2 separate regions of the Mus musculus genome follow, and region 2 is linked to region 1. The links are chromatin contacts, called in public Hi-C maps. All regions are on one chromosome and are shown on one strand. Each heading gives the region's core, a stretch centred on a gene start, on an enhancer-like site or on the middle of the called end of the contact. The rest is flanking DNA. Distances are from core to core; before and after follow the strand shown. Region 1 overlaps Myo16 (myosin XVI). Region 2 has its middle 5.6 kb from the start of Gm32330.

Region 1 (6,951 bases), core at 139-2,638:
AGAACAGCACAGGCCCTCCTTGCCTGTGTAGAGGTGACTACCTTGCAGAGTCCAGTGGGAAATGCTGCCTTCTGTTAATTATGGAATGCTATACCTAAGAATTGCTTGAGATCAGTACCTCCAGGTGCTTACTTTATAAATGGGAAAGTGGCAATTCCCAGCTTCAGGTCCCACTCTTCCCTCAGTTCCAGGCTTCCAGACCAGGCCCTCCTCTCCTGTTCCCTGCACCCATGTGCAAGAACAGCTTGGGACAGTGGGGTGTTTCCTGCAAGTGATTGGACTACAATCACTATTTATATATATATATAATAATGATTATCCAGAACACACTGATTCATACCAGAACAGCAATTTAGGGCAACGCACATGGAGCTGAGATTTGATTTTGAGCAGTTTCTTGAATCTCCCACTGTGGGTCTGAAGAGTGGCAAGCCCAACCCCACCAGAATGCTCCCGGTTGCTTGGAGCTCCCACCTCTGAATTATTCTATCTGTTCTCTGTAAACACTTAGGAGGTGGAAAACCTATTCGTTATCCTATCGGCGATACTACACATCGGAGACATTCAGTTCACTGCACTAACAGAAGCTGACTCGGCCTTTGTCTCTGACCTCCAGCTTCTGGAACAAGGTCAGTGGAGCACCACCACCTTGATGGCAAAGTCGTTGGGGGTGCAGTTTCACAGTTTTGCCAGCAGATGGCGACACAGCACAGAATCCGGCTGGCTGCAACAATCACTAGCTGGTCTGAAGTCTTGGGGGGAGGGGAGAACCTCTTTCTTTTCTCGAAAGGGGGTGGTTGACAAACGTGCTTTCGTGGTCCCATTCTGCACAGGGGTATCATCATATACTTTAGATCATTTGATATTATTAGAATATTCTTTGCCCCAACCTGCTGTCCACACAGTATTTGGAGAGGAGTCGTTAGCTAAACATTATAAACTCACAATTACTTTCCTTTAAACACCATGTTCAAAAGCCCCTCTTGTTTGATATTGTTTTCATGGTCACATCTAGTTTTAAAAAAATATCCTCAAACCACGGGCTTCCAATAAATGGCCTATTTTCACCTGTTTCAAAGTTATTTTAATAAGGAATTTGGAAAAAAATAATCCAGCCCTATCTACAAGGGTGGTGAAGGGGAAAATATGTCCTTACTAAATCCAGACAGACACAAGATCCCACCAGTGTCTGGAGTACTAAGGCATTTCTCTAGATGAGTTTAAGCCAGAGAGTAGAAGTTGCTCTCCTTCTAACATGAAGTATGCACACAATGGACACAAATCGCAGTGTTCTTAGTGTTGAAATGCATGGTGCTTTCTTATTTACAGCTGTGTTTGATTTCAGTGGCAGGTATGTTGCAAGTGTCGACCGACGAGCTGGCATCCGCCCTAACAACTGATATTCAGTATTTTAAAGGTAAGTCCTTGTGCAACCTGACTTTTACCTTTGTACAGTCCCTGGGCTTCTTTGAAATGGGGAAATTAAACACAGCCTTGCCTGTCTCCACACGGGGGAAACTGTTTGCATGGACTGAGTGCCAGGAGAAAGCACTGAAAGGCTGCTGTATGGGAACCCTGCCATGCTCCCGGGAGATCATTCTGAGTAACTAGCCCCCTTCCTAATCAACCTGTCAGTTCAGAAAAACAAAGCCATCAATCTAAGAGGATGTATTCTCATAAAACATGGATCTTCATGGGGGAGGGGTGCGGCCTTCTCTCTGCCTTTCCCCGCTCAGAATGGGGGCTGTCATTTATTTGGTGTTTATGAGGGAATGGCATGGAGCCAAATGGTCCGAAGTTTGTCATTTCTGATCTCAAGAATGGTCAGGAGGCGGGCATAACTATTACTCTCCTCAGGGAGGAAAGTAGTCAGATTAAAAGGGGTTAATCACCAGAGATGCCAAGCCACTGGTAAAGAAGCTGTCTACCTTCACAGGGCGGCTTCAGCCCTCTGTGTATGCCTACTCCCTGTGGCACCCACTGGTGCAAGGCCGTGCTCCGTGCACAGGAGACTAGCACTCCTGCATGTGCTTCAGCTATCCACTGAAATGTCAGGATGGATGCCCTTCTTCAACCTTCCTCTTCATAGCTGTGAGGGCTGGCCTCCCCGGGCACTCTATGTCGAACTTACCAGCTGCTTCGTGGGTCTGGCTTGCAGGGATTTTGATGCTTGGCTAATGACCCCTACTGCTTAGAATCCCCCCTTCCATGCTAATCAACATACTGAGTTTTCCCATGATCCATCCAGCTGTTCCCCAGGTTCTGCTGGCTCCCCTTACCCCTCACCCTTCTCTACCAAGTAGGTTGGGTCCCTCTGACCTCTCAAAGAGCTTCCCTCCTCACAGCCCTCCATTTCCTGTCCAGCATCACAGCAGCAGCTTCTGTTGGTGTTTTCTTTCCTCTGGAAGTCGCTCACCTCCACGGGAATGAAATGGAAGTGTGCTTCTCACCTGCGCGCAACAGTCTTTCCAAGACACCACTTTTCTTAGAGAATGCTCCTCCCTATAGGACAGACTTCCAGGCCCCCTTAGCCATTCTTAGCCATGTCTCCATCTACGTCTCTGCTCCCACCTATGTCAAGTGCCTGGAGTTCTCAAGATGCTGCTGGTCTTTCTGAAGACATGTTCTTAGTCGGGGTTCTGTTGCTGTAACAAAACACCATGACCCAAAAGCAAGCCAGGGAGGAAAGGGTTAATTGTGCCTACACTTCTGAGAAGGAGGTCAGGACAGGAACTCAAGAGGGTCAGGAGACTTGAGACAGGAGCTGATACAGAGGCCATAGAGGGATGCTGCTTGCTGTCTTGCTTCGAATGGCTTGCTCAACCTGCTTTCTTAGAGAAACTAGGACCACAGCCCAGGGATGAGACCACCATGGGTTGGGTCCTCCCCGAATTGAGCATTATATGAGAAAATGCCTTACAGCTGGATCTCATGGAGGCATTTCGTCAACTGAGTCTCCTTCTTCTCCGATGACTCTAGCTTGTGTCCAGTTGACACACAAAACCAGCCAGTGCACATGTTAAATTCCGCTGGTCACTCACCATCCGGTTCCCTCAACACATCCCACCCAACCTCCTCTCACCACATTGCCCACCCTTCAGAGCTCCTCAACCACGTGAACCCGGAACTTTCGTGGTGACATCTGGAAGGCTGCACTTGTCCCCTGCCTTAGTGGGCTTTACCGCACCCATGGTTTTGACCGTGCTCTTTCAATTTAGTGAAGTTCTATCTTGTCTCAGTGGTGGCTCCCCTCTCTTTCCTTTCCCTCCAGCCAACTGAGGGACTCTCCCATCCCTGCCATCTGCTCAGCCTTAAGGACTGAGACTTAAGGACACGCCCTGCTGGCCAAGGCCACAGGCGAGCATTCTTGAGCCCGGCATTCACACACTGTCTCATCCAGCAGTACTGTACTGGATCTGCCTGCATCCCAGGTCACCCTAACTCTCTATCCTGAGTCCCTTCACTGGCCTTCCATTCTGGAACTTCTCCTCTCTCAGGATTCCCATGGCTCCACTTGAGAGTGACAGGGGCTTCTTCCCGAAGGCCCTGTTTTGTCCCCTGGACCCACAGGCACATTCTGATTGATTTGACCATTACTCTCCAGACAGGCAAGTGTTCAAATGCCCTGGGCCAGCTCAGTGCCCAACCAGTGAGCTATTATCCGAAAGCTCACTCACAGGACCCTGAGCTAGCTCTCCAACTGAGAGGAGGTGGCTCAGTTGCAGAGAGGTGCAGAGGTATGCGTAGAAGCCTTAGTAAGAAGTCAAGGTACACGACACTTCAGATGTCGATAACTGTCAGGCACCACCTTTCGGGGCCCTTTCTGGACATGGCGGACATCATAGAGTGTGAGTGGGACATAGACAGTTGTGTTGGCTTCTAACAAGGAGACCATTGTCCACAATTCTCCTCTTCCTTTCACTATTCCAGGAGATGTGATAATACGTCGACACACTATCCAGATGGCTGCGTTTTACCGCGACCTCCTGGCCAAGTCACTGTACAGTCGTTTGTTTGGCTTTCTGATAAACACTGTGAATTGCTGCCTCCAGAATCAAGATGAATATAAAAGGTAGGAACAGTGGATGCTTGCATCTATGTTTCGATGTCACACATAATTCAGGAGGTCTGGACACTGAGCCTTTGGTTACCCTGTCACAGCCCCCCTCAGTAGCTGTTAATGTTGATTGCAATGCCACACACAACTCAGGATTACAGGTGCTGGGCCCTGGGTTATCCAGCTGCATGCAATTCAGGTGCTGTGGATGGTGGCCCAAGTGTTACTCTGCTTTAGCCCCACCCTGGAGAGAGGCTTTACCTTACAGCATTGCCCAGGGCTGGCTTCATTCATGCTTCATTTTAGCAAGCTAACCTCTCTGGAAGGTATCAGTAATTATGCTTTAGAACTATAAGCCCCGCCCCACCTTGCCACCCACCAGCACTGAGGGATGAATCAAACTGTCTCTCATGCATAGATATGCAAATGTGTTCTCTCTAGAATGAAGGTATAGATGTGGCCTTTTGTGCACGAGAAGAATAGAAATTTCATGACTCTAGGAACAAGACAGTCTAAGAATATCTAAAGCTCAGGGGTTGGTGAAAGCCCACGTGTGTCTCTTTCAGAGCCAGTTTGATGATGTGTATGACTCTGCCTTGAGATTCCTCACCTGCTTCACGCGTTGTTTGACAAAGGGTCTCTGTGGTAATCCTCTTGGCTCATACCCTTAATCATCTCTAAGCAGTAGCTTTTCAGGGCTATTTGATCACCTAAAAATTATAGATTCCCCTGGCATTTTGTCAATGAAAACCTCCGTTATTATTCTTGTTACTGGTAATGACCTTGAAGAGACATCTGAAAGTAAAATCACACTCAGAAGTCTTCACAGGCATGCTTGACTTTGAATGAAACTCTGAGAATTTTTCTGCTGTCCTACAGTTCTTTACCAAATCCCTTGGATTAAGCCATTTCTTGGAAAATATTAAAATTAACATCAATTAATGGGAAAGTTCTGAGATAAGCATAGGTATTTCAGGTTTTGAACTAAGGGATGTTAAAGTTCTCTAAATGTACTGTGCAAAAGTCTCAGCACTCAACAGTGCATGTGTTCAACCTCCTGGGACGTTAGGGGGACTTCTGTGCAGAATCTCTCCTCTCTCTCTCTCTCTCTCTCTCTCTCTCTCTCTCTCTCTCTCTCTCTCTCTCCAGCCTGGCTCTCTCTGGGGTTATGAGGGCCCTAGCTCTTGCTTCTCTGGTTACTAGTTGGTCTGTGGTCCTCCATCTTCCCAACCCTTACCCACCCTACGATGCAATAACTAAGAGAAGGAGCTTAAGTTACAAAGGGTTTACTCTTTTTTTAAAAAATTGGTTATTTTATTTATTTACATTTCAAATGTTATCGCCCTTCCTGATTTCTCCTTCAAAACCCCCCTACTCCCTACCCATACCCCTGGCTCCACAAGGATGCTCACCCACCTACCCACCCACGCCCGCCTCACAGCCCTAGCATTCCCCTACCCTGAGTCATCGAGCTTTTACAGGACCAAGGGCCTCCCCTCCTATTGATGCCAGATGGGCTATCCTCTGCTACATAGGCAGGTAGAGCCATGGAAGGGTTTTCTTTTGTTTCTGCGTTGGAAGAGATACAGTCTGCCATGGCAGGGAAGGCTGAGGGTCAGAGCAGCCAAGCCCAGCGAGTCAGTGAGCCAGGAGGCAGAGGAAGGGGAATAACCAGGATTGAGTTTGTTCTTCCTTTTTACTCTTAACTTGGACCAGGATGCTGGTCCATGGCAAGGTACTGTCCACATGGGGGAGGGCACTCTTCCCTTACTTCAGTCTCACAAACAACCCACCAGAGGTGTGCCACACTAATACCCCCGTGCAGTTCTTAGTGCCATCAAGTCGGCAATAGGAAGATGTCAGTCTGTAAGTGTGACAATTATTCACAGCTGCTACCAATGTGCTAAACTTACCGAATTAACCTTGTAGAAAAATAGTAGCATCCTTGATCACGTGGACAGTGATCAATTCATGTTTAATTAGCGCATAAGCCCGGAGACTTCTAGAAAATTTCCACTTGACATTTGAATCCTGCAGAGTCTTGAATTTTTATGATTGGAAACACTTGGATAAGTTGAAGAGAGGAAGCGTGGCTTCTATTACAGTGGGTATCCTGCCTGGTGTATCAGAATGGGAAGGTGGAAGGCAGCCTTCGCCTTTGAATGTCTTTGTGGGGGGACATACCTGAGGAAAGTATTCATGGAGAACAAGAAATGAATCATAAATTATAGGTATACACTCCACCTCAAAGAGACAGCATCTCATTGGAATTATTAACATTTTTTTCAAGAGCTACCAAAGTTGGGTTTAAATGCCCTAGCAATGAAATGGAAACAACACCTGTAGTATTTCTAACACTTGGAAATTCTCAGAATATTCATATACTAAAGGTCTGCTTCTTGATTCAGAAAGGTTGGAGATGTTTTCAAAACCTTATAATACCTTGTGGTATTTACCAGTCGTCATTTATTCTAAAGTGTTACAATTTCATGGACAATGATAAGTTTACAACTCTGGTAACTGAGTGGGTGAAGTTGGCAAGCACACTGAAGTAGTGGGATATTGCCCCATTCGGTTTTATTGTGAACATTTCAAGGGAGAATAGATGCTGGTCAGCTGTACGTTGAGGGACGGTGGAAGGAGCGAGCGAGGTCAAGGCGGATCTGATATCCTCTCTGGGAAAGACCACCTCATTTCAGAACATAAAATGGATCTAATATGAAAACGTCTCTTCTTGATTCTGTGAAGACATTCCCGATGAAGCCTTGTGGTGTCAGGCAGGGGACTGTTCATGATGAGTTAGTTAAGAGGAACAAACTGTCCCCACACTTGCCTGGACAAGCCAGTCTGGAAGATTAATGTGAGCTCTTCTGGTCTCCTGTTTGTTGTGACCT
Region 2 (6,532 bases), core at 184-2,683, 230 kb after region 1:
TGTACTGATTACCACATTCAGGATTCGATTCACCTATAAGGGTGTGTGACCTGCCACATTTATGATTATGGGGAGAGGACTAAATCATTAGCTTTGATAGTTCTCAGAGCTGTTTATTGTGTCTCTGGAAGGCTAAATGAATGAATGTGTCAGTGTGATGCTGGTATTGGTTGCAACTTCCCAAACATAAAGTATGCCCATTTCTTGGATCACTAACTCAAATACACTAATGCTACCACTACAGATAAACAAACAAACAAACACAGAAGTCATTCCTTGCTTTGGATTGAGATAAATACTTCTTAGAGAATTCCCTTATGTTTATGTAGCTTTCTATATTTGAATGAGACAGAGCAAAGATCTGAACAATAATATTCATGTTTACAGCTAGCCTTCTTGGATCAGTGCCCAAGTGAGGTGGCTAATAGGATCAGCTCTGCGGCCTACTGTACCTCCATGCCCTCCCTGGGGAAGCTGCACCCTGGCACCACACTGGGATCTGGAATCCAAAGAATGTGTTTGCATTTATCCCACAACTCTCCTTTACTCAGGGGTCCACCCCTGGGATTCCATTCTGGTGACTTTCAAACGTGTAATTACTCATTAGTCCGTTCCCACAGTCATGGGGAGGACTTGTTTACTGTTCAGAGAGGGTGGGGAACGGAGTCTGGGAGTCTGCGTCAGTTGAATATCATGAATAAACACACATCTGCCGTGACCACAGCGTTCCTGAGCACTGGAGATTTAGGAATCAAAGTCTATGTCTTCGTTCTTCAGCTCTGGCACTCTCGGAAATTTGCCTGTAGACCGTCCAATAGCAGCCCCTGGTCCCGCCTGCGTCTAAGGCTCCTGTCAATAAATGATGAGCTGGGTTTGTGCAGCTTGCACTTCTATGTTTCTTGAGAGACCTGGTTCTGGTTAACACAGCCCTGTACTTTGGCCACACAGAGTTCTGGTGTCTCCTCAGGAGGTGAGAAAAGATGTGCCTCCCCGTGTCACAGCTCTCCAATACAACAGAAAGAGGCTCAAATCACATGCACAGAGCACTGGGCAGTGGGGAATCTCATCTGCAATCACCACAGGGCACAGTGAGTCCCCAAACCTCACACAAGCATACTTAGTTGCTGAGAATCACCCACCGGTGGTGTATTCACTTGGTCTGGCCTTGAAATATTTAGGCCATGAAGATAGTCTATGGATTGTGTAAATGACATTTTTTTTTGTTTTTGAGACACAAGTGCACGCAGAGTTGCCAAGCCAGTCAGTAGAGTATTATCTATAAAACAAACACGCCAGAACACCTTTCCTCAAGTCCCCCTTTTACCTCCAGGCCTCAAGCACCAAATTGGAGTTCACAGTGTTACAATAAGGTCTCCCTGCAAGTACAGATCCAATGCCAAGAGGATGGAGGGAGTTGTCTAGGGAACAGAGTAGGAGGACTGGGCTTAGTGACTAAGAGTTGTATTCTGGCTGAGATGCTAATGTTCCGGTGACCTCAGCCAAGTCCTGTAAATTGTTACTATCTGCAAAGTGGAGATAATCGACAGCCCTGCCCATCCTGCAGGAAGGCCGGCAGAGACTAATTAGAGAGCTCATTTGAGATTCAAAGTACTTTGTGGCCCACAAGGAAAGTGTTGGAAGAACAAAGGAAAAAGCTTGCGCTCTGCTCCTGCAGTCTGGGGACCACACCAAAGACTCTCCCAGGAATTCATCTGTTGGAGCACCAGTGTTTGTTAATTAACTGGTATTAGGAAGTCATTGTGGCTACCAGGGGTTAATGGAAAGACTGAACTTGCTGAGATGGGTCTATAGAGGTGTAAATCGAGGCTTCCTTTGCTGAAGGAGAGGAAGGGGTCCCTAAGCTAAGCATCAGGCTGCCTGGAGTTAGACATCCAGTCTTGCAACTATCTTCTAGAAATTCCAAGCAGGTTGCATGCAATATAGACATGTTTCATTTCAATGTAATAAAAACAAAAAGAAAACAGAGCTATTATTATTTTTACTATATCTAAAACAAAATTATTTTAAGAAATAAAGAGAACAAATTCATTGAGATGCCCTCAGTAATTCTTTTGTAATTTTGGAGAAGAGTTTTATCCATGTAGGAAATGGTATGGGAGCCTGTACACAGAGGTACACATGCATATATGTGTGTACGTACACACACACACACACACACACACACACACACACACCAGCCAAATCAGTTGTCTAGCAAGAAACCAGCATGATATTCAGGGACCCTTCCAGAAGAGTTTGGAGACCACCAAAGATGAAGTGAATGGTAACTTCAGAGTGAATGAAATTGATCCCCAGAGTTTCCAAAGCATGGCTCTGTGTTGCAGGAGGAGCCCGGGGAGCAGATGGGACATTATGAGAGCCAGTGAGATGCCTGTTTTTTCATTGACACTGCCTTTTGGCAGTACAGTCCATGGAAGCCATAGGACAGAGAGAAAGGGGTGTTACTGAAGATCCAAGGACCTTGCTCCCCGACCTGTGTGCTTCCTTTCTCTCCCGAGTGGGTACCCAGATGTGTGCATAAGCAGGTGCATGAAGTCTAGATGTCTCTAGACAACCCAAGCATTCTGGTTGGATACTGCTCTACAGAGGCAAAGCATGAAACACCGCAACGGGGTTCAGAACATGTCATCCTGAAACAGATTCTTTGAACATGAAGAAATCAAGAGACAGGGAAAGTGCCTTGGTCTCCAATGTTAATCCTGGAAGCACAGAAGAAAAAGAATAAGATAATGGAGGCTCAGGAAACTCAGAGCTAGAATGCTGTCGTTGGCCAACATGGGGGTTTTACTACACTTGGTCAGTCTTGGATTCTGGGGCCTGGATTGTTGATGGAGGCTGGCAGGAGAACCCTCCTTACGAGAACATCCTTAAGGGAGATAAAGCCATCCTTCCCTTCCCTAAGCTTCCCAGATCTTTGAAGGTCTCAGAGAGCATACTAGGTAGATTCCTAAGCAATGTCTAACAGACAAAAGTCATAGGAAACATGTTGCCCCCTGGCCTCTTCCAACATAAGGGGACCACAGAAACTAGGTGCTTTCAGCAGTGCTGCTCCAAAATTGGGATTGAGAGGAGTGAGTGTGCATGGCACATGGGAATTCATTGCCACTGCACATAACATCCTCTGCACATAATGTTTACTGCACATAACGTCCACCACACATAATGCATACTACGCATAAAGTCTCCTCGAAGCCCAGGCCACTGGTTCTGCCCTCACTCCTGAGCTTTCCTGACACCCTCCTGTGGGGAGCCGCCCTCACATTCGCCGTTACAAGATGGCGCTGACATCCTGTGTTCTAAGTGGTAAACAAATAATCTGCGCATGTGCCAAGGGTAGTTCTCCACTCCATGTGCTCTGCCTTCCCCGTGACGACAACTCGGCCGATGGGCTGCAGCCAATCAGGGAGTGACACGTCCTAGGCGGAGGATAATTCTCCTTAAAAGGGATGGGGTTTCACCATTCTCTCTCTTGCTCTTGCTCTCTGGCTCCTGAAGATGTAAGCAATAAAGCTTTTGCCGCAGAAGATTCCGGTTTGTTGCGTCTTTCCTGGCAGGTCGTGAGAACGCGTTTAAGACCCTCCTACAACCTTGTCTTTTACCTTTTGCCTCTGTCTTCTTCTGTGCACTTGCATATCTTGGCTCCTGTCTGTCCCGGCTGGCCAGTTGGCCCTCATCAATGGAGAAGGAAGACGGAAGCTTTCTGACCCAGTGAGCTCAGACCTGCCACTCCTGTAAGGAACAGAAAGTGTATGTCTGCCTCTCGTCTCACACATAAACTTTTGTCACACACACACACACACACACACACACACACACACACACACACACCCTACCCTTGGTATTGCCCCAAGGCAGCACTTTTGCTGAATGAAGCATACCCGTTGGTTCCTCTTCCTTTTACCTCCTGCTTAAGTCAGAGCTGCTGAGAGATGCTATGGATTCACAGCCATCGCCCACAAACAGAGCCTTCTGCCCCAGACTCCAGGTGTGGCCAAATGTCATCTCTTAGCATCTGGGCTCATAATTCATGGCTTGGCATCCTCCCTCAAAGGCTAACCTTAGAGTTATCCAGCTTTTGTGCTTCAGGTGGGACTTGCCATGCCAGTCATCTCCTAGAGGAATTCTGCACACAGAATCACAAAGGGACAGCATGAATGCCAGCTTGTCACTGAGGTCTGCAAGGACATGCTGATCTGGAGCACAGAACATGGTGGTCACAGCAGCCATCATGGCTACCATACTCAGGGATGAGCCTGAGGGTAGATGTCCATTCCTAACCTGGCCCTAGTTCCTAGCACCATACCTGCCAAGCACACTTTGTGTACAAGCTTGCTGTAGAATCTATAAGACAAAAATTGAACAGGGTGGGTTCATCTCCCCCTGGGGACTCCTACCCTGATTTTTGTGCAAGAAATCTTCTTGTTTGTATGTGCTTCAAGACTTTCATCTATGATTCTAGATATTAAATCAACAAACTATATATATATATATATATATATATATATATATATATATATATATATATATATATATCACAAAATCCAAGATAAAGTTTAAAATTATTTCCTACCACTTTAAAAATATAAATTGTAAAAACAAACATAAATTTTTTGCCCCTTCAGTTTTAACCTTCATCTGAAGTATTGTTTGTCTGGATCTTAGATGATTGTGTCAATGTATTACAGACAAACCATACCAGCTGAATAAATCAGTGTGTGAGAAGTTCCTTGAGATAAAATGAGCAGTACCACACAGTAGGACTATATCCTCTGACCCCTGCACAACAGAGTATGTAAGTGTTCAAGTGTGTGTATGTGTGTGTGTGTGGGGGGGTTATTGTGTGACTGTGAATGAGTGCTATGTGTATATAAGTGTATATGTGTATGAGTGTATTATATAAGTGTGTGTAAGTGCTGTGTATGTGAATGTAAGTGTGTGTGTGTTTGTGTGTGTGTGTGGTGTTTAGAATACTCAACACTAAGTGTTTAAAGAATATTTAAATGGAATCTGGCATTTTTAATGCATCAGTATATTATCATTAGTCACAGTTACAATCTCGTATTTTCTTCATTTCTTTTCCTTGTTTAGCCAAAAAAAATTCTTTTCGCCTCCACCCCACCCTCTGCTTCAAAGAGTGCAATTGCACACTGCAGTGTTTTTAAATAAAACCAAACTGACCACTAAAAGTGTTGTTGGTGACCTCTATAGATGTACACAAGGACTACCAAGCATCTGATAAAAACGGTAAAACACTGAAACATTTATTAATCAGTGCTGCTTTACTGACACTGAAAACCTGTCATGAAGTAGAGCGTCCTCCCTTCCTTTATTATACATAGAGTCATAAAAACGTAAAAAAAAAATCACAAAATATCAAAATGTTAACTACAGCTGTCTCTGAGATACTGCCAGTGACTTTCTTCTTTCTTTATAACTTATACGATCCAAATGTTGACATTGGTCATTCTATTGCTACTATAACAAAATGATCTATTTTAACTTTGAAAACCTTAATCTGTTTTCGTGTGCCTTCCTGTCATTTTATACAGACCACAGCTACAGACAAGCTGTGTCAGTTTCATGACCCCAAGCAGCTACTAATGGTATTGGTGTTGTCCTAACTATCTACCAGGCTCTCTGACATCTGGTCCTCCTGCTGTCTGCATGTGCAATATATAGCATCACTGTGAGAAAGGAGAAGGGAGGAGAGAGAAAGATGTGGGAGTGGAAAGGAGAGAAGGAGGCCAGGACATACAACACCATGCTCTTGAAATGAACGGAGTTCACGTTGCTGATGAGTATGATCTTTAAGTACTCATCTTGGATCATCATTTACAGTAGATTATCACAAAATAGGGGAAATGTACTGTGCAGCACACAAGTGCCAGGGGCAGCTACTGTCTTCGTGTGATTAGAGGTCACAGAGATTGGTCACTGTTGATACTGCTTTGCTCACATCTATTCGTACCATCTTAATAAAGCAAGACTGTGTACACAAGGCTGTGTGTGCAAGAGTGTGAATGATTCCTCATGGATACTTTAGACAATGTGTGGAAGATATTCTAAATTGGTGGAAGCTACTCTGGATTGACAGAATTTATTCTGAATTAGTGGACATTATTCTGGTTTGGTAAAATCTATTCTGAATTGGTAGATACTACTCTGGATTGCTTTCTAAGATGTTGATTATTATTATTATCATCATCATCATTTAGAAGGGGGAATCAGTCTACATAAGCATTTCACCACAACGTAAACCTTGCACTGTGTACACTTAAATATTGTACTGTGTCCTATAATACTCCACCATGTTTATGTTATGTGTCAGCTAAAAATAAATTTGATTTATAAAAGTAAAGCCTAATAGGATGTGATGTATAGTGTTGCCAAGGACCAGCCTCAGCTTGGAGAGGAGATCCTCAGAGAAGGGGTGTTTGAGAATGGCAAAAAAAAAAAACAAAAACAAAAAAAAAAAAAAAAAAAAAAAAAACACTTGAAGTCAATCATGGGT

What was found. Hi-C and Micro-C count contacts between places; a contact is called where the count stands out from the background.
Region 2: a Hi-C map of the N1E-115 cell line shows a contact between it and region 1, with 4 times the contacts expected there. The contact joins two enhancer-like sites. A contact is called at or near these places in 2 of 484 Hi-C or Micro-C datasets (the N1E-115 cell line and muscle stem cells) and 1 of 115 datasets of contacts at active chromatin or transcription factors (embryonic stem cells).

Annotation. Positions count from the first base shown.
Region 1 is chr8:10,438,288-10,445,238 of GRCm38.p6, forward strand. Myo16 (myosin XVI) reads left to right here. Exons shown (of 35, transcript NM_001319151.1): 18 at 512-629; 19 at 1,346-1,417; 20 at 3,931-4,072. Among named protein-coding and RNA genes, the nearest start is that of Gm51561, 12 kb to the left of the region's middle. Within about 2 kb of position 1,389, at least 10 of the 459 cell types and tissues checked have an H3K27ac peak or open chromatin away from gene starts, as enhancers often do. A contact at or near this core is called in the N1E-115 cell line, where this site is marked.
Region 2 is chr8:10,664,513-10,671,044 of GRCm38.p6, forward strand. No RefSeq gene overlaps it. Among named protein-coding and RNA genes, the nearest start is that of Gm32330, 5.6 kb to the right of the region's middle. Within about 2 kb of position 1,434, at least 121 of the 459 cell types and tissues checked have an H3K27ac peak or open chromatin away from gene starts, as enhancers often do. A contact at or near this core is called in the N1E-115 cell line, where this site is marked.